4 separate regions of the Mus musculus genome follow, and all the other regions are linked to region 3. Evidence: chromatin contacts called from public Hi-C and Micro-C data. All regions are on one chromosome and are shown on one strand. Each heading gives the region's core, a stretch centred on a gene start, on an enhancer-like site or on the middle of the called end of the contact. The rest is flanking DNA. Distances are from core to core; before and after follow the strand shown. Region 1 has its middle 58 kb from the start of Gm46758. Region 2 overlaps Spred1 (sprouty protein with EVH-1 domain 1, related sequence). Region 3 overlaps Gm32137 (a long non-coding RNA gene). Region 4 holds the start of Spred1 (sprouty protein with EVH-1 domain 1, related sequence).

The links. Hi-C and Micro-C count contacts between places; a contact is called where the count stands out from the background.
Region 1: a contact with region 3 is called in a Micro-C map of B cells, with 4 times the contacts expected there. The contact joins two enhancer-like sites. A contact is called at or near these places in 1 of 39 promoter capture datasets (pre-B cells), 1 of 15 datasets of contacts at CTCF or cohesin (large pre-B cells), 4 of 484 Hi-C or Micro-C datasets (B cells, cortical neurons and group 2 innate lymphoid cells) and 3 of 115 datasets of contacts at active chromatin or transcription factors (astrocytes, large pre-B cells and pancreatic cancer cells).
Region 2: a contact with region 3 is called in a Hi-C map of pro-B cells, with 3 times the contacts expected there. The contact joins two enhancer-like sites. A contact is called at or near these places in 7 of 39 promoter capture datasets (the 3T3-L1 cell line, the HPC-7 cell line, hippocampal neurons and 3 more), 1 of 15 datasets of contacts at CTCF or cohesin (CD8 T cells), 12 of 484 Hi-C or Micro-C datasets (B cells, CD4 T cells, the N1E-115 cell line and 9 more) and 1 of 115 datasets of contacts at active chromatin or transcription factors (large pre-B cells).
Region 4: a contact with region 3 is called in a Hi-C map of Th1 cells, with 4 times the contacts expected there. The contact joins the promoter of Spred1 here to the enhancer-like site in region 3. A contact is called at or near these places in 5 of 39 promoter capture datasets (the 3T3-L1 cell line, the HPC-7 cell line, hippocampal neurons and 2 more), 20 of 484 Hi-C or Micro-C datasets (CD4 T cells, CD8 T cells, DN3 thymocytes and 13 more) and 12 of 115 datasets of contacts at active chromatin or transcription factors (the 230-238 cell line, T-cell acute lymphoblastic leukemia, astrocytes and 8 more).

Annotation. Positions count from the first base shown.
Region 1 is chr2:116,971,640-116,978,029 of GRCm38.p6, reverse strand. No RefSeq gene overlaps it. Among named protein-coding and RNA genes, the nearest start is that of Gm46758, 58 kb to the right of the region's middle. Within about 2 kb of position 2,134, at least 300 of the 459 cell types and tissues checked have an H3K27ac peak or open chromatin away from gene starts, as enhancers often do. A contact at or near this core is called in B cells and group 2 innate lymphoid cells, where this site is marked.
Region 2 is chr2:117,174,192-117,181,232 of GRCm38.p6, reverse strand. Spred1 (sprouty protein with EVH-1 domain 1, related sequence) reads right to left here. Exons shown (of 7, transcript NM_033524.3): 6 at 5,788-5,889; 7 at 1-3,931. The coding sequence ends at 3,284. Among named protein-coding and RNA genes, the nearest start is that of Mir674, 7.4 kb to the left of the region's middle. Within about 2 kb of position 2,257, at least 12 of the 459 cell types and tissues checked have an H3K27ac peak or open chromatin away from gene starts, as enhancers often do. A contact at or near this core is called in pro-B cells, where this site is marked.
Region 3 is chr2:117,441,897-117,448,684 of GRCm38.p6, reverse strand. All of the region lies in intron 1 of Gm32137 (a long non-coding RNA gene), which reads right to left. Among named protein-coding and RNA genes, the nearest start is that of Gm32137, 5.3 kb to the right of the region's middle. Within about 2 kb of position 1,599, at least 52 of the 459 cell types and tissues checked have an H3K27ac peak or open chromatin away from gene starts, as enhancers often do. A contact at or near this core is called in the 230-238 cell line, B cells, CD8 T cells and 12 more, where this site is marked.
Region 4 is chr2:117,118,580-117,124,864 of GRCm38.p6, reverse strand. It overlaps Spred1 (sprouty protein with EVH-1 domain 1, related sequence), which reads right to left and starts at 3,794. Exons shown (of 7, transcript NM_033524.3): 1 at 3,109-3,794. The coding sequence starts at 3,140.

The DNA.
Region 1 (6,390 bases), core at 885-3,384, 470 kb after region 3:
GGTTAGTGACTGGGGCATGAATTGGTTCTTAAGAGCTTTGAGGGGTGACGTCATTCTGTATTTCCATCTGACCACTCATTACTGCTCTAATTACTTTCCAGTGTTCTCTTGTCCCTTCTGCCATGATGACTGGCGACATTTGAGGCAACCACTGTGGGATGAATGAAGAGACACCATGTAGAGTTTCCAGAGAATACAGGATATATATATATACATATATATATATATATATATATATATATATATATATATATATGGGTGAGCAGTAACTCTTTGTTATAAAGAAAATCTTGCTTTAAATTAAGCTTAATGCTGTCTACCTGACTTGATATAAATGATAATGAAGAAAACGTGGAGGTAAGCATTTACATGGGCTGGCTCATTTAAATCCTCACAAGAACAAAAATGGCTTTTATTTCCTCTGATTAATAGATGAGGAGTCAAATAACTTTTCAAACCTCTCCCATCTTGGAAATGGTAGGCCTGAACTTTGAACTCAAGGTTTCCCTGACAGAAAACCAAGGAACTATTATTTCCAGAGCATTCCTTGGAAGAGAAAATGCTAAGGCAGCCTAGGGAGTGGTAATTAATTTAGCACTTTGCATTCCGGAAGAAGCATTCCCGGGTAAATCAAGTCCTCTGTCAGCTCACCCCTCTGGGTAGGATGAGGTGTTCTCTCACCGGCAACCTGGTATCCGCCCAGAGCCTCCCGGTACCCGGGTTTGTTGCCCTGTGGCTGTGTAAACAACGTCTCTGCCTGGAAGAGCTCAGAGTCAGTTTTGGCCATTTAACCTATGTGTGACCCTGAAAATGTGAAAATGTTAATCTCAGTCTCTCTCAGCTTTGTTTCCTTTTTTTTCAGTGAAAGGGAGGAAGCTATAGAATCCAGTTCAGAGCCTACTGTGAGGAATTAGGGAGGCCCTGTGTAAAGCACTTGGAATTTTCTCTCCCCACCCCCATACCTTCAGAAATAACGAGTGCAGAGTCACTCTATCTGCTTGTGAACATTTTGAAGGTTTTCATTCCCCTCGAGAGGAAAGAGGTCTGTTTTGGAGAGAGGCCAGTGGTGTTCAAAATGCAGGAAGTAAAAGAAACATAGGAGCAATTCCCTTGCACTGGAGGAGAGCTCTCTTTTAGTATAAGCAGAAAAGCAAATTGACTTGGTGAATAATAATTTTTCTTGAAGGTTTTTTTTTTTAATTGTTGTGTTTTTTGAGTTTTGTTTTGTTTTGTTTTTGTCTTTTACTGAGATGAACCAGCTTCCGCCTGAGGTGAACAAATCCTTTCCCCTCTCAGATCTTATCGTTTCTTATCTGGAAGATGGATAGATTGGAGCCAGTCTCTCCAGTGTCTGGTGGCTGTTTGATCCTGCCATGCCCTGTTGCATCCGCCCGGGAGGAATGTGTCTGGAGCCTGTTTCTGTCTTGGGCTGTGAAACTCAGCCTGGAGGGGCTTCCTCAGAGTGAAGGAAAAGTGACCTAGCCTCACTTCTGTTTGACGTTAGAGTTCTGTAGCTTTCTTTGGTGGGGGGGTCTAACACGTGGGACCAAAGGAAAAGCGCATGGAGTCTGCAAACAGTTGTGGAACAAGTGCGTTTCCCCGCAGGCCAGCAGGGGAGAGGGAAAGGAAACAAAACAAGACAAAAAAAAAAAAAAAAAAAAACCACACACACACACACACACACACACACACACACAAAAGATGTTTATTGCAAAGCTACAGTCCCAGACTAACCTGGAGGGATGTTTGAATTCTGGAAAACCTTATGGATAAGCCTCGCAATTATGTACTTAGTCACAACCAGAGGGGAGGAACTTTGAAGGCACTGAATTGAAGAGACACAAAAGTCAGGAAGTGACCCTTTCGTGGGGACTGCAGAGGCCACAGAGGAGAAACAAAGTCCCTTCACAACCAGGGAAGACGGACCGTACCATCCCGGGGGGCCGGAGTGGGGAAGAGGGCGGTGGAAACTGACATCCTCGCTCTCAAGGAGCCGGCGAGGACACGGGATTTCCCGACTGAAAAGCCTCAGTGTTCGCCTGTCCCCGCACAGCCTCTCCCCCTCCGTGGAGGCCTGGGTCCGGCAGCCCGGGGGCGCCCTGCATCACCGCTCTGTGCGCGGGCGGGGCCGCGCTCCCCGGCCTGGAGATGGATGGCGTGCCCGAGCCAGCCCATCTGCGGCCGCGGCTGGTCCGGGAGGAAGCCGTCCCCGGGGATGAATGGGGCTTTGTTCGCTGCCAGCCGCGCTCCCCTCGCGGCCCGGCCCGGCACAACGGAGGCAGTATGCGACAGGCATGGAAATGAGCCGCGGGCTCTCCCCTCGCAGCGCCCAGGAATGCTGGCCAGCCGGAAAGGAGCCCTCGCTGGGGACCCGCTCCCGCGCCTCTGAAACCCCATTGAGAAGGGCTCTTTGAAGCAATTAAAGCGCGTTTCACGGCGGCCCGGGAGGGGGCCCTGGCCGTCCAGCTTCTCTTTTTACCCCTCTTCTCTGTCCGATCGTGTTTGTGCACCTTGGTGTGGCGGGTTACCTAGAAACCAGGCCAGAACCCGCTCCCTCTCTTGCAGAGATTCTGTAACCTCACAAAAGTGTCCCCATAAACAGATTGCTTGTCACCAGGGGGCGGGGGTGTGTGCGGGCTAGAACCCAGTTTGGACTTGCTCCAAGCTGACCTGCAGAGCCTGGGTTCCTGCTTTCAAAGGCTTCTTTGCTGGGCTCTGCACCCACCTGCCCTGCAGTCAGGTTTAGGCAGACAGAAATTGCCTCTAGATGAAAAAGTCCTGAGGCTGCGGCTCAGCATTTTCCATTTTCTCAGTGGTGGGGTGGGCCGCGTTCAGGTCTAGAAGTGATGTCACAACCAGCCCTGTAAAGTGATGTAACCTGCACTTGTTGAAGGACTAGGACCGGGCTATTTTGAGACTCTTGAGTTTCTTCCTTCCCCCCTGGAGAAAAGTGGGTGACTGGGCAACTCACAAAGCCGCTCTGGGTACAGCGGTTCTCATTTGTTACCGGGGAAAATCTTAAGGCTCAGGAACTGATTCCGTGAAGAAGGATGGAATTCCTTCTAAATTGGAGGTGGGCACCTTATATATATACCCATGGGGCAAGTGTGTGAACTGAAGGCCCAGTAACACCCATATAAAAAGATTTCATTGAGTTCTCTAGTTGATTTTATAGTGCTTTCTTTCCTCTAGGAGTTAAGTCTGTCTCTTCCCCAGCAGGTGCTTCCTAGAGAACAGGATTCTTTTGTTGTAGCTTTGCTTTGTTTGTTGTGTTTCTGAGACTTGGTTCTTGAATTTCCCTCTGTGGCCAAGAATGGTGGTATATTCCGGATCGGCCTGCCTCTACCTCCCAAGTGCTGGAGTTCAGGCGTGTGCTGCCTTGAGCATCATGATCTCTTTGGGGGGGGGGGGGTTGTTTGTTTGTTTTGTTTTGTTTAGAAGTATGGGAAAGGTTCTGTGTTCAGAGCAGGTCCTTAACAATACTTATGCTAGGCAAATACATTCAATGAAGGAGCGAATGAAGTCCGATCCTCTGTTTTGTTTGTTTTGTATAATTCCAAACGAGAAGTAGAAGTAGTGAGCACAAGGTGGTTCCTGGGCAAGGAAGACGTTGAGAAGTTTGAAGGGAAGGTTCGGGAACATTTTTGAGAGCACAAACATGCCTCAAATGTTTCCTGAAATGACCCAGAGGAGAGCAGGCACTCAGGTGGGGGACTCATTCTTTCCAAGTTTGGGGTTGGTTGGTTCTGGCTAACATGAATCATGTTTTACGTCAGTGAGGAGTGTACCCCGTCCATCATTCACTCTTTAAGCATGCCATGGAAACAGGATGGTCAGTCAGAGTCATGGTTGTGCGTGGTAAGCATCATTGCGGCTCATGTGCTACTCCAGTGTCTCCATGGTGATTGTTACCTGGGGCTTGGCTTATACTTCTATTAGGATATTTTTTCTTTGGGGCTTGGAATATATGATTTTTTTTTTTTCTGCACACACCACACACACACACACACCATCAGTCAGGAAGCAAATGAACACAAGATGGAAGAGGAGAATGCCCTACCTGAAGCATAATCCCAGCACATCTCTCTCTCTCTCTCTCCTCTCTTCTTACACACACAGATCAAGCAATGGGTAGTCCACTTCAAGAATGGTGCCCCAGTGTTTCCTTATTTACTAGGGCATAGTCTGACCACCAGCAGGTTGCTGTACACAATAACTTCCTTTCTTATCCTGGGGTTTCATCTGACGGCCATTCTGGTCTCCATTTTGCTTTTGTATAGACAGCCTCTCTGACAGCTGAGATCCTCTCAGCTTCATTCATTCTCTTTAGCCTTGTAGACACGACTGGCCAGCACAGCAAAAAGCCCCACAGACGAGGTACCTGGGCTAGAGCACAGGCCACACACTAGCAGTGCCCCTCACACAGAGACCTGGTGAGTGCTCTAGAAATCAAGTAATCCTGTTCCTTTCTGCCTTTCAGCTTGGTCATGAGCAGGCAGTGGTCTTAGCAAATATTAACAATCCAAATGTCAAATGCTGTGTGGTGGTACACACCAACAATCTTAGCACTTGGGAAAGTGGGTTGAGAGTTCAAGGGTTATTCTTAGCTACGCAATGAGTTTGAGGCCAGCCCAGGGACACTCAGAAACTCTGTCTCAATTACTCTAAAAGGGTTAAATAACAAACATAAATATGACCACTAATCAGAATTAAGATTGTTTCTTCCGTCTCTGTCCCTGAAAATCCTTCAGGCATCTGGGGTTCTAAAGCCAGGGCAGCCTCAAGTGAAGTGAGCAGACTGAATAGAGAGACAAACACAAAGTGCCCTTTTCAATCTGATAAGCTCACAGAAGTTCTGTCACACATTGCCATTTTTTTTTTCCAGGAATGAATTATTGGGTTTTTTTTTTTTTTTGAGCCTTGTAATTTGTCCATTAAGTAGAAAAATGCCCAGAAGACCTCGCTTTTATTTACCAGCTGACCCGCGACCTTAATGAGGCTTCGCTAAAGGGTAGGATGGAGAGTTTTATTTGTCTTTGTCTTGTGTTTGGGGTTAAAAAAAAGAAGAAGAAGAAAGAAAGAAAAAGAAAAAGAAAAAAAGGAGAAGCTGCCTCATTCAACAGTCTTTTGGTCCCTAAAATAAACCCCACTCCCCCTAGCAGTGCTATTTACTCAATCTCCGGGCTACTAAGTGTAGGGGTGGTCCTTGTTGACTTAAATGAGTCCCTGCAGCTAGGTGGGGCTCTCTGGAGTCCTTAGTCATGTGAGGTTGCCAGGGTAACTTAACGTCTCCAGCGCTGGAATGCTTTAAGACGTACAAAGAGGAGACTACAGAGCGCATTACAACTTACAGTCATGTGTTCAATAACATGTCATCTTTTCGTAATGGGGCTTTTATTTTTACTTTATTTTGTGGGATTGAAAGATCAGAAGCCGGAAATTAGCTGGAAAGGATAAAGAAAAGGAGAATTTAAAGGGCCGGGCTGGGGGCAGGGTGTATTTCTGTTCCTTATGTGGGTAATGGCTGAGCAAGAAGAACATCTGGCCTGAACGAAGCAGGGCTCACTGCAGTGCTGCTTTTAATTACCCGGTCATTTGGTCTCTTGCTAGATTAGTGACTGTGGAAGCGACTCAGATCTCCAAACTGACAGGCCGGGAGAGCTCTAACTTAGCCTGCCACATAGTCAGAGGGGAAATGCGGAGCTTCCGGTTTCATATTTAAACCAGAATTGACTCATAATTGTAGCTGTCAGGAGGGTGATGGAGACATTATGTAATCTGGTTCTTCTGGTGATATGTGTTTAAGGTTTCTGCTCTGTAAATTCCAGGGGAAATTTTGTGCCCATTGAGGGAGATCTTGCTGACTGCTCTGTGGTGTGGCCAGGCAGGGTAAGGATAGTGCTATCAAAGGTTCCTGAGTCTGCCTGAGTCCAAACATGAATGAGTCTTCCTTCTAAATGGTCTTCCTGGTTTTCTGGAGACAGTTAAATGTGGATGAGGTTAGGCAAAATCTGGCAAACTTTGAACACTCTGGTTTAGTGGGAAATTTAATAATGGCAAAACATTCAAGTCTGTAACTCCTCCCCACCCCCACCCACCCCCCTTTTTTTTTCTGGACCACATAGCTGCCTTTACAGCTTCCTGTCATTTGTAGCTTCAGAAATCTGGAAGTGGCCACCAGATGCTTCTGGAAACAAAGCTCTGGGGCTGTGGAGCATTTGTTCCGTTTTCATTCCATTTGCTACTTGCTTCTCAGGGCCTCTGGGGCCTTTGGGGATGAATGCACATTGATTGGAGGGAGCTAGGGGAGGCTTGAGATGGGTCCAGCATTTGCTGCCACCAAAAAACCCAAACAATAAGAATAGAAAAGAAAAAGTCAGAGGAGCCTGT
Region 2 (7,041 bases), core at 1,008-3,507, 270 kb after region 3:
TCCAAAGTGCATTTGTAATAGTTCAGAAGCTCATTTTAGGCACTGCTGAATAACCAATGAAAATAGGTAGTTTCAAGTTTTTCTCTTTAAATTTTAAGTCCTGCCTCATCAACATCTACTCAGAAACATACACACTCTCTGGAGTTGTCATGATAAAATACAGGTAATTATGTTTATTTTTTTTTTAATTCTCCCTGACTGGTACTGGGAAGAAAATAGGAATACCATTTTGGTAATGGCTTCTGAGTTGAAGAAACTGGTTGTATAAATGCTTCAGTACATACATAAGTTTGATTGCCAGTTCCAAGTTTCAATAAATATTTTAAAACAGGATGTGTAAGGAAAAAGTGCTTCAATTCTTCCAGCAACCATATGCATTTGGGGAAAGACTTACTTACACTCCTTAGCGCTTTTCCTCACCCCCGATTTCTCTGGTGGGCACTGGCCACCCTGAACAGCCCACAGCCCTCCTTTACTGGAGACACCATTTCCATCTTTCAGCGCTGGTCTAAAGCCATCCAGCAGGTGGCACTGCAGCTCCGCAAGCACTGCTCAGGAAATCTAAGGCTTCCCCACAGGCTGCAAGCATCCTCTGAGAACTACAGATCAGGAGCAAACAGGCCCCCCAGCTGGAGAATTTTTGGGTCACGCTATTCAGATGATTTCATTTTCAATATTTACTTTTACTTCACCAGTTTTGTTGAGCTATCTGCTTACATTCTAGACAAAAGAGAAGTTTTAAAGAAAATGCCCAATGGCAGCGCCCAATCTGTACAGTGAACAAGAAATCATTCTTGAATCCACCTACACGTACATGTTGGGAATTGGATTAAACTGTCCATCTAATTCACAAAGAGACTCATTAACATTATATCATCAGTTTCTTTTCTGGACTGGCTTGAATTCATGTGTGCTAATTACAAAAATCCAAGGTTAAAAAAAAAACAATTTCATTATCATAGTTTTTAATGAAGAGAAATGTTTAAAATTGTAAAGGAAAAAATGGGAACGGGATGGCAAAATCTTAGCAGCAAAGTGGTTAAACAAACTGAAAATATTAATGCACAAACATTAAAATATTAAAGCATGTACGTTGCGTATAAAATACAGTACAGAACCAGGAGATGCACTATAGTGACTAGTGCTTAACAGAAAAAAAAAATGATTAATTTTGTTCTTCTCAGAAGTATATACACAGTTTATTTCCATGGCATTTCCTATATTGCCAGCAAGTTATTTTCTTTAGTTATTCACACCTTGCTCCAACCTGAATTACAAACCCAGAACTTACAAATATGGATAATCACTCATAAGGAAAACCAGGACTCTACTTCAGCAAGAAAAAGGAATCCTGAAAGGTAACAGTCTGCTCTAGGAAACCAAGCTCCTCTGAAAACAGCAAGGACGAAGATCATCTATCTGTGCAGCAGCCTCCAATGTAGAAACAGTAAAAATAAGACTGAAAATTGCTGCGACAGTGTCTGGTTTTGGATTTAGTTCATCCAATTGATTTTTAGTACAAAACTAGAAATAGCCTCTTCTTCATAACATCTATAGTTATCAATATATTTTTCTTCTTTTCAATGTGAAATAATACTTCAAGATGATCTATATACATAATGTTGTCAGTTCAAGCTGTCATATAAATATAAATGCTTTCTTAAAAAAAGTATTTTACAGACAGATAGTGTTATATATATATACATTGTTCAGTTTAATCTGGGGCAAAAGAAGAAAGCCAACACAAGCCGAAGTGTGACACATAAAACTGACTGCACAGAAATGACACTGAAAACCTGGAGAATGGACTTCAAATGGTAGTGTGATTTTCATTTTTATCACTTCAGAAACTTTAATCCATTAAAAAAAAAAGGCAAAAAAGGCACACTGCTTTCTTTCCTGAGGGAGTATTTTGCAACAATCCCTCACAAGAGTTTTAATAGTAACACTTTAAAAAAACAAAACCAAGACAATTTGACCTCAAAGTATTTTTAACCTGTTTGCTGGAGCATATCACACTACTTTGTAAATCAAACATCCCATAATACAAATGCTCTGCGACAGGAATGTGGTGTATAAGATTTCCATTCACAATGGTGGATTGAATACTTTCCTGGGAGAATTCTGCATATGTGTTACTGCAAAGTAACTTTGCTCCTGAAATATAATAAAATGCAACTGAAAGGTATTAATTACCATTGTTATGTGAGTAATAAGCACAGAAAATCAGTGAAACAGCTGTGCGAGTTCTGGCTCAGCAGAGTGAGAAATGGAGATCTCAAGCGGAAACTGTTTCACACTAACTATCCAGTTAATGCTTCTGCCTTGTAAAACGTTTATAAATGCAGTTAAGTTCTCTGAAGGAGGAAACTCTGAAAGAAAACAACTTGCTGGCTGAATACCACAGAAACAAAACAACTAAAGGAACCCTCAATTTCTTCTGTTTACTCAATCTCTTTATATAAAAATAAGTGTTACATTTCCATCAGAACATTAGACAATTACATCTGTGCTTTAAAAAAAAAGGTTGGTCACTCAAGGCTATTAGAGTATTTTAAAGATTTTAGATCTCCAGAATGTACAGATATGACTCAATATAAACTGCAGCCCAAGAGAGCTGAGGATGAACTCACCGAATCTCTCACATGGACACAAACGTTATTAACTAGATGAGTTAACTACTCAACACATATGGAATGTGGTGGCAGATATGTGCACATCTACCTCAGAACTAGGAAGGGCAAGAAAAGTTTAATATGTCATAGTTCGTACCTTACATTTAGTTAAATATAAACATTTGTTATTTATACATAAAACTGCTTTCAAAAAACAACCAATGATTTAGTTGCACTTGTCTTATCTCTTAATTTCCCAAGTACTAACTTTTCTGTACTGAAATCACTGTCCCTTAGTGCACTTTTTAGTTAATGTCCTAAAGAATTCAAATCTTTAAAAAGTCCCATCACCTAGTGCATAAATATGAAAATGCCAAAATTAATCCCTTTTAGTTGGATCCTATTCTATGTTGACCTTTTGTAATCAATAACCAGAAATGACTGCCTTCTGAAAATGCTCTGTGATCTGTCCCAGAACATGCCATGCACTCAGGGAAACAGGCACGGCTAGCATCTGTAAATCACAAGAACTGATGAGTTCTGCTTCCTCCACGCATGGCCCCAATGATACCGGCAAGATTCCATATTGCTTGCCAACAGCTTCCACAAATCCAAGTTAGCTAATTCCTGGAGATGAAGGTTTAAGCTCATGCCGGCCCTGGACTGCTTCACCCAGCAGCCTTATGTTTCCCACCACAGCACCCGCATGCCTCACCACAGCGATGGCACATTCTCAAAGGGACGTAGCAGCACATACATGGTACAATGAAAGACAGAGCTACCAGGGCTAACCACCTTAGGCAGAACTTGTCATCGCTAGTGTCACACGAACAAGGATCAGAAAAGTCTCCCTCTGAGTCTGACATACAATGATATAGCATGCTCTCAGCACAGAGCATGCAGCTAACTTGATATATGCATCTTTTAACAGGATCTGGAGCGTCCTGGCATTTCCCCCTGGCGTTTTCTTCATGATTAAACCTTTCCTGGCAGTATACGCAGCGAGAACGTTCCCCATCCTCTTTTCTTCGTTTTGACTTAAATTTTAACGAGGGAGGCTGTGTCTTAAATACCACAGAGTCTTTCAGAGAACTTAACTTAGTCTCATCCCCACAGTGGTAGAGATAGTCTGACTTTTTACTGTCTTGTTTAGAAAATGGAACACTGGAGTCAGTATCATCTCTCTCCAAGTCATTTTTCCACATGTCCGGATGTCTGTAGTCTGCATATCGACGTATTAAGATATCTCGAGGATTTATTCTAACAATCTCATCCTCATCTTGAAAGCTGACATGTCTGATTGACTTCAAAGGGACCTAGACAAGATAAAAATTGCAGTAAGGACGATGGTGGTTGATTTTATGTCAGTGTGGTAGGATGACCCCCACCTAGGGATTCATTCAAGGAGCTCTGTGACCAAGTTTTAACTGAGATCAACACTTCGGCTGCTGGACCACAGCCAATCAGACAACACCTGAAACAAAGACTACCTCCCTGTAGAGCAAGAGGAAGTTCTGCCAGCAGGGTGCCTTTGCACACAAGCTCCAGTTTTTCCCTCATTCCATGCTAATGGCTTCTCCTGCATTCACTTTTCTTTCTTTCTTTCTAGTACTGAAGATTAAACTTAAGAGTCTTATGCCTGCTAGATATGCAGTCTACCATCGAGCTCCATCGGCTATCTCTCTTTGCCCTTTGTATTTTAAGGTAAGGTCTCACGAGGCTATCAAAGCTGCTCCTGTGCTCTCATTCCTCTTGCCACAGCCTGGAGTACCTGGCCCTGTAGGTCTGCGCCACGAGACCTGGACTAACTTTTGGCTTTGTATCCCATTTCTGGATGAGCCAATCCCTTCCAACAGGAGCTCCATCCGCTCACCCCTGGTTCTGTCTTACAGATTTATAGTGCCAAGAAGCTGGGAGCCACTGTAATACAGCTTTAAAAATGGAGAAACGGATAATAATTTTTAACTAAAAGTGTTTTATGGTAGAGAAAGTACAGGAAGAATATGGCCTATAAGGTCCTCCTGGTGAGGACTCTGAAAAAAAAAACACCATACTACTGGACACAGGGAGAAAGAAAATGGAAGTGGCAAAATCAATCATGTTTGGTACACTTGGAAGATAAAACTTGGGTGGAAAGATATTCAGAAATGCTGTGCAGTTTTCTTCATGTTGCTTATAATATCCTGTGTGTGAGTGTGTGTGTGTGTGTGTGTGTGTGTGTGTCTTGCGCACACACGCAAGGACAAACTGAAGGACTTGCTAAGCAATTGGATAATCTCCAGTGAAACTTTATTAAAAACACTGGGGAACTGGAGAGGATACCAGGCAGAGCTGGATAAAGCAAAATGCTGCCAACATGGACGAAAGCAGCCAGGACAGGGTGAAGACAGGAAGGTTCAATCTCTGGATCCCTTCACAACATGCCAAGAGCACTGTGTGGCTCCAGGCATGCCCGAGCTCTCAGGTAAAGAAGCCTGAATTTGAAGGCTGAGATATCTTCTGCAGTTTAAGAGGGCAGGCTAGTCTCCTACTTCAGTAGACCATGCATGCTTTGGTATTCTAAGACCCTGATGGCAGCGATGAGACATGGGGTGAGGCAGAAGTGTGGAGGACTACCAAATCAAGAGCAAAATAGGACAAACCCAAACCCAAAGATGATTAATTCCAAGTGCTAAAATGGAGTGAAATGCTTATTATGGTTTTGCCTTCCTGAGGGTGAGCTGTGGCACCTTCATTTCAGCCTCTCACTTTTGTGATGGGACTATTTCTACCCTATGCTTTTCTAACATTGTACTCTAGAAGCTATCTTCTATCTGGTTCCACAGGTTCACAGCTGGAGAGAAATTTTGTCTCAAGATCAATCATTTCCCAAGGGTCACCCACACTTTGGTGGGATGACAGCTTAAGACTTAGCTAGGACTTAAAGGAGAAGAGTAGCCGCTGGAGCAGTATAAACCTTTGGGACTCTTGGATGCAGGTGCATGCTACTGTATGGAGGGGAAGGGATGCATACGCTAAATTAACAATATTCCAGTTCCTGTTTGTCCTATCTGATGATGCAATTCAAAAGCCACTCAGGTTGAATGGAGTGTAGACATACAGATGCGGCAGATACACTCTTGGATGCTAAACTGCGGCATTTCAGACCAGGAGATAAATGAACATTACTTACCCTAGTTTGGGACTTTAGGCTCCCACATTCCTTAGATATTTGCCGCTGTACATATTCCATACTTCGGCTCTGAATGTCTAGGCCTTGCTGACTGAATGGTATCTAAAATTCCAATAATTTCTAAATTAAGTGACAGCAGTATAAATTTCCTACTTTCAACAAAACCAAGTCCAATATACATTTCAAAACTATAAAGTCATGTCTAACAAGCCCCCAGGCCCAACACGCCCCGCCCCCCAGCCCTCTTTTAATAAACAGCAGAACAGGTAAGGGGCTGGAGGGATAGCGCCACAGTTAAGAGCACCTGGATTTGGTTCCCAGCACTCACATGGTGGCTCACAGCCATCTGTCACTGAGTTCTAGGGATCCAAGCTCTTTTCTGACCTCCACAGGCACCAAACCTGTGTGATGTACAACATACATGTACGCAAAATATTCATACACACAAAATAAAGAAGTCTTAAAAAAAGAAAAGCAGAACCATTTCCCCCATTTTACTTTTGAACAGAATTGTTGTAAAAAAAAATGCATTTAAAAATTCAATTTAGCAAGTAACATCCTGCAACAAACAAGGCAGAAAGTAGGTATGGCAGCCATGCCTGTAACCCCAGCGCTTTGGAGGCTTCTGAGGGAGGATCACGAAGGACAACCTGGCCTACAGAATGGGAGTACTAGTCTAGTCTGGACTACAAAGTAAAACCTGTCAGAGTGACAATTATCTGCCAACTGCTGACTGAACATAAGTAACACACCATGCCAGGGGAAGACCTCTGTGTGGGGAGTATTCTTCAGCATCAGCATGTGTCACAACAGTGCAGCTAGGGGCGAAGAAGTGGGGGACGAGACAACATCCCTGATGGGTTATCCCGAGTGACAGGAATGCTCTGGAATTGAGTAGTGGCCGTTGCACAATCTTGTAAATATATCAAAACATCGAATGTTAACTACCATAAAAAGAATAATTTTCTGGTGTATGAATTATGTTTTGTAAAAAAAATATCAGAAGGGCAGTCAATGTCCTGATAGATTGCTTAGCTTGAGTTGTAAAGAACATTTAAGAATAGAAACAGATTATGGTTAAAATTTTATTAGAATTTTATCAGAATTACTTTTAGAATTCCCATATCAATCATCATTATCATCAGTGTTTCAGTCATTGTTTTCTTTTTATTTTTTGCACTGAAATATTCTGACTCCAAACCTTGCCACATTTAATAAAAGTATAATTTGAAAATGAAAATGAAACTAAAACTA
Region 3 (6,788 bases), core at 350-2,849:
GCTGGGGGTATCCAGGTATAAAATATATTCCATTCTGTTGCTGTTTTAGTATTAGTTGGTGGTGTACCGAACTGACTCAGTTTTCAATCTGAAACTGCAACTTTATTATCATTCAGTTCTGTAGTCCGGCAGGATGAAAATAGTGTCACTCAGGAGGCAGAGGCAGGTGGATTTCTGAGTTCAAGGCCAGCCTGGTCTACAAAATGAGCTGCAGGACAGCCAGGGCTACACAGAGAAACCCTGTCTCGAAAAAAAAACAAAAAAAAAAGAAAAAGAGAGAAAGAAAGAAAGAAAGAAAGAAAGAAAGAAAGAAAGAAAGAAAGAAAGAAAGAAGGAGGGAGGGAGGAAGGAAGGGAGAGAGACAGAGAGAGAGAGGGAGGGAGGGAGGGAGGGAGGGGGAGAGAGAGAGAGAGAGAGAGAGAGAGAGAGAGAGAGAGATAGAGAAAGAAAGAAAGAAAGAAAGAAAGAAAGAAAGAAAGAAAGAAAGAAAGAAAGAAAGAAAGAAAGAAAATAGAGTGTCAACATGAATGTGCTCCTCTTGAGGGCCCCAAAGGAGAAGCTGCGCCTTCGCTTATTTGGATGTCAGTAGTTGTGTGGATCTGGGGAACCGGGGCTCCTGTTCCCTTGATAGCTGCCGAGTAGGGCCACCCACAGTTCCTATCCTTTCACAGAGATCCTGATATTGGAGAGAGAGAACTGGAACTCTAAATGTTTTCTTTCAACATTTTTCATGCTCACCTTTCTCTGCCTCTGCCTAGGGAAGGTTGTCTGCTTCTGAGCACTAAACTGAGCTGACCCCCAGTGAATCCAGGGTAACTTCCCCAACCTCGGGTCCATAATTTTAATCACACATACAAAGTCCTCTTTGCCTTGTAAAGCAATATATTCGGCTTCTGGGTATTAGGACATAAATACCTTAGTCTTTCTGCCACCTCACTGTATGTTCAAGTTGTTATTTTTGTGCCTTAATATGCCAGGTGAAGAACTGGGTGTTGAGGTAAGATGTCACTACCAGTGGAAGTGGGTTGGGGAGGAAGCCTGAGTGGGTCAGAGCTGCCATGCCCTGGGCATTCCGATTAGTGCACGAGGTGAAAACATGAATAGAAGGTGAAAGAAAACCTCCCTCATCTCCTCCCCTCCCCTCCCCCCCCCCCACCTGCATCCCTGAATTATCCAAGCTGCAGCCCTGGTCTGAGATTTCTGAAGGTCTCTGGCAATGGTCACAACATTTCTCTAAGAATCATGCATGGAGCTTTACCAACGGACTGGCAGAGGCTGTGCTAGGTACAGGGTTAGTTGTAGCAGGAAGCCTAGCAGCAACAGATAGGTAGCATCCTCTGTACCCCAGAGAGTTCCTATAGACAGAGGTTATACCTGTCACTTTCCCTGGTTCCTGACTCAACTTCACTTTTTCCCTGGGGATTTGAGAGCAAATAGCCCATGTCTTCCTGGCCACTTAACAACAATACAGAGTAAAAGAGAGAGAGAAAGAGGACAGGAAAGGGTTGGTTTCTCACTAGCCAAATACCCTTCCGGTGGAGGTTCTCTGTCCTATATTTTGAAGCGCTAAGGCTCATGGGAGACTCTTGCTCGCTAATGTTCTCTCAACCACAAGGATGGTGAGTCAGCATGGTGGTTAGCTCTCAGATGGCAGGCTGCAGCCCTCAGCAGAGTTCCAGGTGGGACAAGTGCCTGACAGAAAGCCCTCAGAGCGGCCCTGCTGTACCTTGCAATCTTGAGCATCCCTGATTGGCTAGGACCCTGACCACACACCCAGGAACAACTCACCTGTCTAAGTTCCCTGTTCTTCAAAACCGTGGCACAAAAGAGCAAGAATGAGCTAGAAAAGATGTCTTCAGTCCATTCTGGCATGAGCCAGCTAACACTGGCAAACAGGAAGGAACACAAACCAAACCCTTTGCTCCAGATCAAGTATGAGGGAGATGGAAGGGCACAGAGCTTCGTCTGGTCTAGAATACATATCTGTGAGCCAGCTCCTGACTCCGGGGGCGGAGGTGGGGGTGGGGGGCAGGTGCAGTCCATCGATATACCACATGCTGAACAGCTACACTTCAGAAGCACATTCAGCTACCAAAAGAGCTGGCCAATACCCCGTGGCTAGAGGGTTCTTGCTCTTTATGTCACAACCTCACCCACCCCAAGGCTGCCTGTGTTGTCACTTCTGCTCCACCAATTTAAAATGTGTTAGCAAGAGTGACATTTAAGAAGTAAATTTTAAATCTTTCTTGTACTCTTCTTCAGAAATAAGAGGTTAATAGTGGCTTTGAGGTAAATGTTGCAGTTTGCAGCTAGGAAGAAACAAGGGCTATGTGTATGTGAGAGAGTCAGGGGGGTCAAAGGTACCTGCAAAGACCAGAAGAGGATACTTAGATCTCTCTGAGCCAGAACTATAGGGGATTGTGCAACACCAAAAGTGAGTGCTTGGAACCTCACTCATGTTCTCTGGAAGATCAAGAGGCAGTCTCAATAGCTGGGCCATCTTTCTTCAGTCCCTGTGCTGAATTTTGAAAAGTATATTTTATCAGTACAAGATAATACACTTGTCTGGCTGTCACATCTCCATCAAGGCTCCTTATTAAGGGCCTGAGTTTAAAGGTATGAAAGGGTACACGTCTAAGAGAGGTGAAGCAACCCCTCTTCTAGCTTTTGTAATGGAATCTCAGCTATGCTAAGCCAGTGGTCCCTTGATGCTGGCTCCCAGTAGAGCCATCCCAGTCCAGTTAGATCTAACTCACTTGATCGCTATAGGTCTCGGTGTCTTTACAAAGTTATCTGGGAAGTGTAAGTCGTATGGCTGGCAATGGGACTCGCCAGTCTCCATGACACATGGTAGCGTCAGTGCATCCACATGGAAGGAGAGTGGTCTGCAGCGTCTGGGAAGGCACAGCCTAGTTCTTTCCAAAACAGACAGATCGTGTTGATGAAGCAGACTGTGAGGCTCTGGTGGGTTTTGTACAACTGAAGTCCCCAATCCTGGCCTCAGCCTTTTACTAAACTGTTAGGGAGTCACAATAAGGCTGGCGTGGCCAGCTTCATTTGGGCTTCCAATTCCATATCTCAGACTCTTCTCCTGAAAATTCAGCTCATCATCTAAGCAGGGAGTTTCCAAGTTTAAAAAGAAAGAGACAAAGAGAAGGGAAAGAGAATAATTGGGAAGAACAACTGGGTTAGAAATTTTAAAAAATAAGAGGGGGCTGGAGATGGCTCAGTGGTTAAGAGCACTGACTGCTCTTCCAGAGGTCCTGAGTTCAAGTCCCAGCAACCACATGGTGGCTCACAACCATCTGTAATGGGATCCAATGCCCTCTTCTGGGGTGTCTGAAGACAGCTACAGTGTACTCATTTATATAAAATAAATAAAATCTTTAAAAAATGAAAAAAAAAAGAAAAAATAAGAGCCTGAATTCGAATTCTGCATTGTCTTATAATTCAATTTTTAAAAACATATAGTAATTTTGCTCATCTTTGCAGTAACCTCAGTGGCTAGTGACTCAAACCACTGTTTCAACTGAATTGAGTCTTCTGGCTAGTAAGTTTCCACTTTAAAGTCTCCAAATTAAGTATGATGAAAATAATTAGTATTAGGTCGTCACAAGATAATAAAATCTCCTGTGAGAATAAGCAGTCAGGCATACTTCTGTTTTCTGGGACTTGTGCCATAAACTCATGCAGGACACTAAGGAAGTTGGCTGCAGGCTTTAGTTTGCACGCAATACTGAGGCCCTTAAACATCAGGCTAGTACCAGGACCTACCTGAAGGCGGCGCTCAAGGGTGCAGCTGAAGGCAGCTGAACGGGCTGTTAAGGCAAAGAGCCAAGTGGAGTCCAGACCCTAATTGCATAGGAGTTCTTCCTAATGAAATAATCACTTTAAGTGAACATACAGTGCAAAGCTTTGTCACATAGCAACATACACAACGCATAATATAAAGGCAAATACCATGAAGGAGGACTGAGCCTGGTGAGGGTGGATGAGGGAGGGACAGGGCTTTAGGGTCTGCAGTGACAGTGCAATGACTGCTATTCCTTATGTAAGAGATTATCTAGTTAACACTTAGTATTTTTCCAAGCACACCTTCCTCTATTCCTATGTCACATACATAAAATACACTTGTAGACATATCTGGGTCCAGAAGTCACTATGTGATGGATAGCTACCGTAGCAGCTTCCTCAATACTGGATCTGCAAAGCTCTGGCGTGTGTAACTTCCCTATTGAGACCATTACACACTGGCCAAATTTGCATTTTCTGCCCGATTTCTTACACTGATAGATAGATAGATAGATAGATAGATAGATAGATAGATAGATATCTTCAGGCCTTCCTTTCAGGTCTATATCATTATTCCCCCAAGCCTCAGCAATCTCTTAGGCTACATCTATCCTGGAATGGGGCTCCTAGCACCCAAACTTTATTTTTAGAAGGCTCTAGACTACAGCCATGGTTGTTCTGTGATTTGGCTTGCTGCCCTGAGGAACATGCTGCTGAGGGTAGCTCTTTTGAGAATATTTATCATTAAGAGCACTCACCACCCAGATTTTGAAGAAAGTCCTGGCCTTTGTCCCTTCGAGGTCCTTCAGCCACTGTTGATTGCGGATGCAGGAAGCCATGCAGATGATGCAGGAAGCCGTGCAGATGGGCATGCACTTCCAGTCAACATGGGTCACCTCATGCCTTCCCTGGCTTCTAGAACTATGGCAAAGACTACGCTGTATCACTGCCTGCAGTGTTTGTTCTGTTTATACTAAGGTCTCTGCTCTTATAGAAACAAAATGGCTTGATGACAGATGGCAAGACAGTGTTTTCCTGCTTCAATCTCTCAGAGTGTCTATATCCAGGTAGTGGTTCTTCGGACTGTATCATGTTCAAATGTTTGATTTTAAAACTTACTATTTGAGTGGTTGTTCTGGATTTCATAAAATGTTGTTGCATGCATTCTAGCTTGGGGCTAGGATAGACCGTTCAAAATTTTATGAATTGTCCCTAAGCATACTTCTGCTATTTAGTGTTATATATTACACAAAGTGACACTCACAGCATTGACAGTTAAAAAAAAAGTATCAGTCAACTGAAAAACATTGAAGATGTCACATCCTGCAGTACTAAATAGTCCACCATTATTTAATTACTTATATAAAAAACAAACAAGCACATCTCATTAGTACACAAGTTTGCTTTTATCATTAATAAATGCACAATATACATGTACAAAAACATTGTTTTCAAGTAAAATGCCTTTATGTTGTGTGTTACCAGTAAAAGTTTGATTTGCACAATTGTTTTATATGCCTACATACTCAGGGTCTTGGAAAACTATCTCTAGCAAAAAGGAATCACAAGTGGGAAATGCTCTGGAAGCTCAGAACTGACCACCATGGTGGATGGCCCACCTTGAGCTGGCGTGGCTGGCTGTGGTTTTCTGGTTACCATGGTGGATGGCCCACCTTGAGCTGGCGTGGCTGGCTGTGGTTTTTTGGGTCCACAGTGAAGCAATACTTCATATATTTGTTCTGCAAACATTCAGAAGCTTGCCCAGTATCATTAGGCCCAGCCCCATTGTGATGTTGTTAGACTCATACAAGGCCCAACTAGAACAGCTGGTTAATTCTGGGTGTGGCTTTCTGCAGGACTTTCCCTGTTCGCTCTAGTCACGGGGTGTGGGCATTTCAATCTTCGGATGATGGCACTGAGGTGTAAAGAGGTGCTCAACTCCCCAAGTCAATAAAGATATCTGAAATCAAGCACTGTTGGAATCCTGGAGAAAGAGCAACTTAACTGAAATAACTATCACCACTACTGTTGCTGGTCTGTGCATGAAGCCCTGGGGCAAATGGTACATAAGCTCTCTGTTCTCTGATCCTCCTGTCAACCAATGTGGAAATCACACAGGAAACATGCACAGGTCCTAACACTGGGAGAATGACCACATTTAAAGAGCCCTATTCTGTTCTTTTCTACAGTACGTACACACACACACACACACACACACACACATCTTCATCCAGTAGTTTCCCATCTGAGCCCAAGCAATGGTTGTATCTGGGTGACAATTGTTCTTGTCTCCTTCCCAAAATCTTGAGCCATGACACTGGGATGTATTATTCCAATTTAAAGATGAAGAAGTGATGGTGTAGGGGATTTGTGATAACCCAGGCAAGTGTCATATTGGAGACTGGGAAAAGTAAACATCCAATGTCCAGCTCCAGGACACATAAGGTGAGTTAAGCATTCCAGGTAAAGGAGCCTGGACAGACATGGGTAAGTAACAATTCTAGATACAGGGCCGGAGAGATGACTCAGTGGTTAAGAGCACTTGCAGCTCTTATAAGAAGACCTATGTTCAAGTCTCATCTAAAATCTCATCAACATACTCTACTGTCTTCATTCTGGCCTTCTGCAATTGCACCAGGGACACCCAATAGGAACTTCCTACAGAATCTTAGGCTTTCTCTAGTCTGCTTATTGAAACTCACTGGGATCCTTCCCTCAAACATCCCAAAGGTCTCTGAACCATATCATCAGTTGTCACAGTCATGATCCCACGTCTCTGGTACCTGGTTTCTGTACTTGACTTCTACCATGGCTACAAGCACCCGCCAGAAACAACTTAACAAAGGAGACTGACTTGGGCTCATACTTTAAGTTTCAGTCTGTGACCTAGTTGGTCTATGGCTGTGTACAGGAGTGAGGTATGTCACGGCAGAGGCATGTTATAGAGAAAATTGTTTACTTCATGGCAGCCTGAGAAGGGGGCGGGGAAGGAGTAG
Region 4 (6,285 bases), core at 2,545-5,044, 330 kb after region 3:
ATCAGAAAATAAAGTATTAACCTCAAAAATAAAATTATATTGCTCGTTCCTTTATTTGTGGCATAAAGCAGTCTACTTCTAAAGTATGCTTACTGTCTTTTGAAAAATCTAATTAAAAATGTTTTAGTACATTTATTTGTGTGATTGTTTTGAATGTAGAGGTACATGGAGGTCAGAGTACAACTTGTGGGAACAGGTTCCACCATGTAAGTCCTTGAAATGAAACTCAGGTCATGAGGTTGCAAGGTATAAAGTGCCTGTACCAGCTGAGCCATCTGACCTGCCTAAAAAATCTTATTTTTAAACATGAATTTGAAACGATTATCTAAGGCTTCATCCTATCCTCATTCATTTTTCCCTCATTTGACTTATCACTGTCAAGATGCCTTTTACATTTTTATATAATACATCTTCCACTAATTCCTGATTAGATATGTAAGTACCTCAGTTACCTATTTATACACACACACACACACACACACAAAATCTAAATTCAAATAACGGTTTTTCAAAATGAGGGCTCTAAAAGGCCCTACTACATTTTAGCATAGTGGCTGTCAATTTTTAGAAGTTAACACGATCTTCCGAGAAATTGATTATAGTCATCTTCTTTAAAAGGCTAGAAACAAAGAAAAAGATGAAGCAATAAAGTGTTAGGAATAATTTCTACTGTAATCAAATCCCTATGAAGGATAGTTTAAGAAAAGAGAGAAAAGAACAAAATTAAAACAAGGCCATTTTAAACCAAACCTAAGCCCACGAGGGCTCTACTGAATCTCTCGTTTTTTCCTAATGTGTGATTACAAATAATGAATTTTCATTTCAAAACTTCACCTCCTATGTTAAAGATGAGCTCTACAATGACCAGATTAAACGGGACATTCCAAGAAATCCACTTTGTGGCAGAGCCAAGGTTCAAGTAAACAGTGTCAGGTCTAGCAGCCACTATTAGCAGATGAACATAATCATTTCCTCACGTTCATTAACCACCACCACCCATTTTTGCCCCATGAAAAAGCTCTCAGAGGACAATACATGCTAAAATAGATCACCCTTTTACTACCCAAACTAACAGTTACAAGGCTCCTCAGGACAATGTATTAATATGGCAGTATATCTTTGTGAAAACAATTTTAAAAATCTGAATGAATAATTTCCCAGTTGCCCATAAGTACATTTGGAGGTGGGGTGGGGGCTGTTTGAAAGCATCAGTATCTTGAGAATTAAAACAATCATTAATATTTTTTCATTTTAGTTCAACAACGGTTCTATCCACTGAGATCTCTTTCATACACTTACTTGCACTTTCAATTTACTATAGTACCAAAAAAAAAAAAAAAAAAAAAGGCCTGTTTTGAAACAATATATTCTACATTTGCTTTAATCTACACCCATCATTTGTTCTTTGGCCGAAGTAAGGCAATACTACTTTCTAAACTATTAAAATGGTAAGACATCTTTCCCCATCTCTAAAATAGATCATAAGATTTTTATCCCAGCTGCTTTATTGCAAGATACTAATAAAAGTTCCCGTCATTCCCTTCAGCATTTCCGCAGTTTTTCTCAGCCCAGCATTGAGACAGGGTTCTTGATCTGGCTCAAAATAGATCTAGTCTGCGGAAGGCAGTGACAGTGTACTGCACTGTGAATGGACAGCCAGGTATTTTATGAATGGAGGCGATCACGTGATCCCAGCACCTCCCCGAACTGATATTTCCCACATAACTGTGTCAACATTCTGAGAACTGGGGTAGTTGTTTGTGTGTGCGCGTATGTTCCAAATTTTAATCTAAAACTTCAAATTCTCCTCACTTCCTGAACCCAAAAATCTACACAAGGACAAACAAGCTTCGAGTGGTTTTCTTAGGAAAGCCTTTCAAGTTGTCCAAGGTGATGGATGTTTAATTATTTTTTTTATGAATGAAGTGTGCTATGCAAATGAGGGCGATTCACAAAAAGAGAGAACATGGCGGCCACTTCTGCTTCTAGACTGCACTGACTGCAGCAATCCACCTCCTTCCACACCCGCTCCTCAATGCGTGCTTTTCAAAGGGGGGGGGCGTTGCTCGGCATTTTTCTGCTATTTTATGGTAAACGGGCCTTTAAAGCCTTCTCGAAAAGATCTGACTTGAGGAATGCACTTTATTTAAAGGAATGCATCCTAAGGACTAGACTTCATTTAACTCTTCATAGCCCTCCAAATACAAACAAAAATTGAATTCAATTACAGAAAAAACAGACACCAAAATTCGGCCCCAAATTAACTCTCAACAGGAAACTCTTACAGCCCCATTATTCCTTCAAGAGGCTGCTACATTAAAGCAAAATATTTAAAAGGCACGGTGATTCATTTGGAAAACCTAAGGACAGTCCAAAAAAGCAAAAACTTATGGATCAAGCTCTGATGAAGTCACCAACGCGTTCGGCAATGTAAACCGTACTTTATCACAGACGGAAGCCAAACCCTAGCATTCAAAATTTTTAATTACTCTGTTCTTGATTAAGACGGGTTCAATACTCTCGAAGGTTAAAAAAATAATAATAAAAAAACACAATAGCTCAACATCGCCCACACTCCAGGTGTCCTTAATCCTATTTAATTCTTAAAATGTTTCCCTAACCCTATCTTTTTACTAGAATAGTATAGGTCATAAGTTTAAAAAGTGGGGCGGGGGGCGAAGGCTTAATCGGTATTTAGGAGTCACTGAGTCATCGAATTAGGATTCAAGAGCAGTTTGCGGCTGGAGGTGCTCCCACACATTAGTTTCCGAGCGAAATAGCTGTAGAGGCAGGGTGGCTGGATGTTCAAGGTGTTTGGGGAGGGGGGGCGGGTTTGACGCCGGAGTGAAGGGCAGGCAAAGGGTAGTTTCTACTCCACTTTGAGCTACCCACATTATTACTCTGTCTCGGAGACGTCCGACTGCTACGCCGCCTCTGCACTGCACTCGATACCCTTCCCCAAGCAGAGAGGCGAAAATGCACGAATGAAAAGGGGTGCTGCCATTAAAGAAAATGGCCCGACACATCGGGCATCTATCACCTCCCGGGCGGGACGGGCTGGGGGGAGGGGGCTGCCCCCCGGGCTCAACCAGGCCAGGGCTCGCTTACTCGTTGTCAGAAGTCGCCGTCTCCTCGCTCATCTTTCCCTCACCGTGATCCGATCAGGAGATGGAGGAGCAACAGCAGGCAGGGAAGCAGCGGCAGCGGCGGCACCGAGGGGCGGCGGGCGACGACGGCCGGCGGGGCGCGCGGGCAGCGGCTCGGGGGCCTCACCATGGTGGATGCCTCACTCGGAGCGGTGCCCCGCGAGCCGGGCAGCCCGGCCACCCCCGCAGGGGGGCGGCGGCAGCAAGCGCGGCCGTGGCGACCCCAGCGGTTTGCCGCGCCGAGGTCGAGTGCGAAGCCGAGACGGCGCGGGCGACTGCGGGCGCTGAGGGGGACGCGGCCGGTGGCTGAGGCGGTGCTGCTCTCAGGGGCGCGGCGACGGGCGGGCGGCGGGAGCCGGCGGGGGGCAGCCGAGCGCTGGCTGCGGGAGGCGGCGCGGTCCCGCCGAGGTGCCGCGCACCATCTCCCGCCTGGCCGCCGGCTGCCCGCGCGGCGCGCCTGGTCGGCCCTCAGGGGCTGCCTCGGACGCGCTCCAGCTGAGGGGCCGCAGGCAGGGCGCGAGGCGAGCGTCGGAGCCCGAGGGCACAGTGCCGAGCGGCGGCGACGAGGGCCGAGATCAGCGCTGCTCGGCGGCCCGCTCCTCACGCCCGCGAGAGGGGAGCCGCGAGGGGGGCGGCGGAAGCGCTCACGCCGCCCGCTCCTTCCGCCGCTCGAACCGGGGGCGCCCGCGGGAGAGGCAGGCGAAGTAGTCCCTCGCGACTTCTGGGCCGCCGGGGCTCGCGCGGGTGCGGCTGGGCGGACGTGGGGCGCGGCTGCAAGCCGGAGGCGCGGGGCCTCTGAGGGGTCGGGGGGAAACCTAAAAGCCGCGGCCCGCAGTCGAATCACTGCAGCTCTGGATCGTGGGCAGCATAACAAGTTTCAGGAAAGTAGTTCCCTCCTCCCCTCGCTTCCCAAATCGTCGGGCAGCGGGAGCGGGGCGAGGAGGGTGGCGGAGGGATATGTCGCTGCACTGCATCGCGCGCGTGTGCGTGCGCGCGCTCCAAACTCTTGGCACGCCGAGGAAAGGGGGCGGGGGTGGGAGCTGTGAGCCGAGCTGCTCCGGGACTGGCATTGTTGCGACGCTCAAGTCCCCGTTACTCGGCCTGGGATATCCGGGTTGCCGGGACAAGCGGGCAGCACACCGTGTGCTCGGGGAAGAAATCGGGAGGCCACTCCGTACTGCTCAGTGCGCGTGCACGCGCGCGCGTGTGTTGTGTTTTTCTTGCAAAGAATGGAACTGGCATGAGTTCATCTCTTAGTGGGGGTTACAGGCCAGGACTGCAAAGCGAGCTCCTCCTGCTGTCCCTCTAGTTGCATTGCTGCAGTTCCCTTGCTTCTTGCACAAGGGTAGTTGTGTGCGTGTGATGTGTGTGTGTGTGTGTGTGTGTGTGTGTGTGTGTGTGTGTGTGTGTGTGTGTGTGTGTAGAAAGAGTTGGTTTCAATACCTCGCAGCGCGATCCTCACTGCGCAAACAGCATGCAATGCTGGGCATTCATCTCTGGAAGCACGAGTGCTTGTTAATGGAGAACGGCTTCCATTGAAGCCCGGGGTAGGCGGGTTACATGAATCTGGCGCATCCAGCAGCACAGGAAATAACTCCCGCTGCGAGCGAGGTTGCATAACTATAGCGCAGGAGAAGCCTGTGTGGCACGAACTTTGGCGAACAGAGGCGGAACGGTTGTTGGATAGGCAGCTGTCACGTTTGCATTGTCAGAGGACAATGTATGCAATCATCCCAAAAGATCTTTTTTGCACAAGAACCTTCTAAGGTTGAGGGCTGGAGCCTGGGATCTTTGTGACCGGAGGGCTAGGAACTCCTAGCTCTATAAATTCTATTATCTTGTCTCTAAGAAGTCAGCTTATACACAAGATGGCCTGGGGGACTGACTCCCTAGCGCTCCTAAGTTCCTGTGGCGTCTCCCTAGGCGGTTTTGCGATAGGCTTTTCACTTTGTTCTCAAGTTTACTTAACCCCCGGGGAAGGAAGCTTCCTGTTCCAGCCACCTTGAGAGATAGAACAATTCCAAGGGAAGAAGTCCAGCGGGCCTCCTAAGGAAACCGTCACTCTTCAGCCAAAGGTTTCCAGGAAGCCTCAGAATTGCTGCTCTCCTCCGAATGAGTACACACTAATGTGCTAACAGTACTGTGCACATAAGAGTGCCTAATGTGTGTTTGACGAAGGAATAAAGGCGCTAACCCAGCCAGCCGTGCACCAAAAACCCATACCGTGGATCACTGAGGTTTCTTTATATAACTTCCAGCCGCGTCTGCAGGATTGTTCATCTTAGGAACAAGTGGGGATGGGAAAAAGGAGTGAGTGAGTGGAGCGTGGGAAGAGATCTCCACTCCTACCATTTTGAACTTGATCTTAGGATGTGAAGAACCTGAACTCCAGAGTGTAGGTGCTAGTCTGTTCTCCAGGTACTAACTGGCTTTGCCCGCTCATGTTTAAATCCGGGCCAGACTGGCAGCTAATGTGGAGGCTGGGGTAGGAGGATTCCAAGTTCAAGGTCTGCCTGGGTTACAGAACCAGTTCAAGGCTAGCCTCCTTAATTTAGCAAAACCCTGTCTCAATATAAAAATTTAAAATGAAAAGGGGGCCAAAGTTCTAGCCTTGTAGTGGAAGGCCCGGGGTTGGAGTGGGAAGAGGTAGACTTGAAACCCTCGGCTAAATCCCCAGTACTGAGGTGGGAGGGGAGAGCTTGATCGCCCAGAGCCTGTTCTTAAGTAACTCACTTAAATTCTGTCTAGTTTATGTGGCTAATAAGCATCTATTTCACAGAGCTTTTATATGGATTGATGGGCTAGCAACACACATAAAGCACTTAGTACAAATTCTGAGGTGGTAGTATGTCCAGTTCTCACTATAATTTTATAAAACAGAAGTTCTAAAGCCCATGTCAAAGTGATGGCATGTGAAGGTTAATTGAAAAGCACTCGGCATTGTTCAGTCATTCAACAAATAACCATCTGTCGTTTCCTGTGCACCCCAGTAGACACATGGCCTGGCCCTTGGTAAGCCATCAACAGTGATAACCATCAGAGTTATGATTAAGGACAAAGGTAGCCATTTGCAAAGGCAGCTTTCTCTTTTGAGGAGACACAGCTGTCTGAGGCTCCTGTGCAGCCCAGAAATCATCAG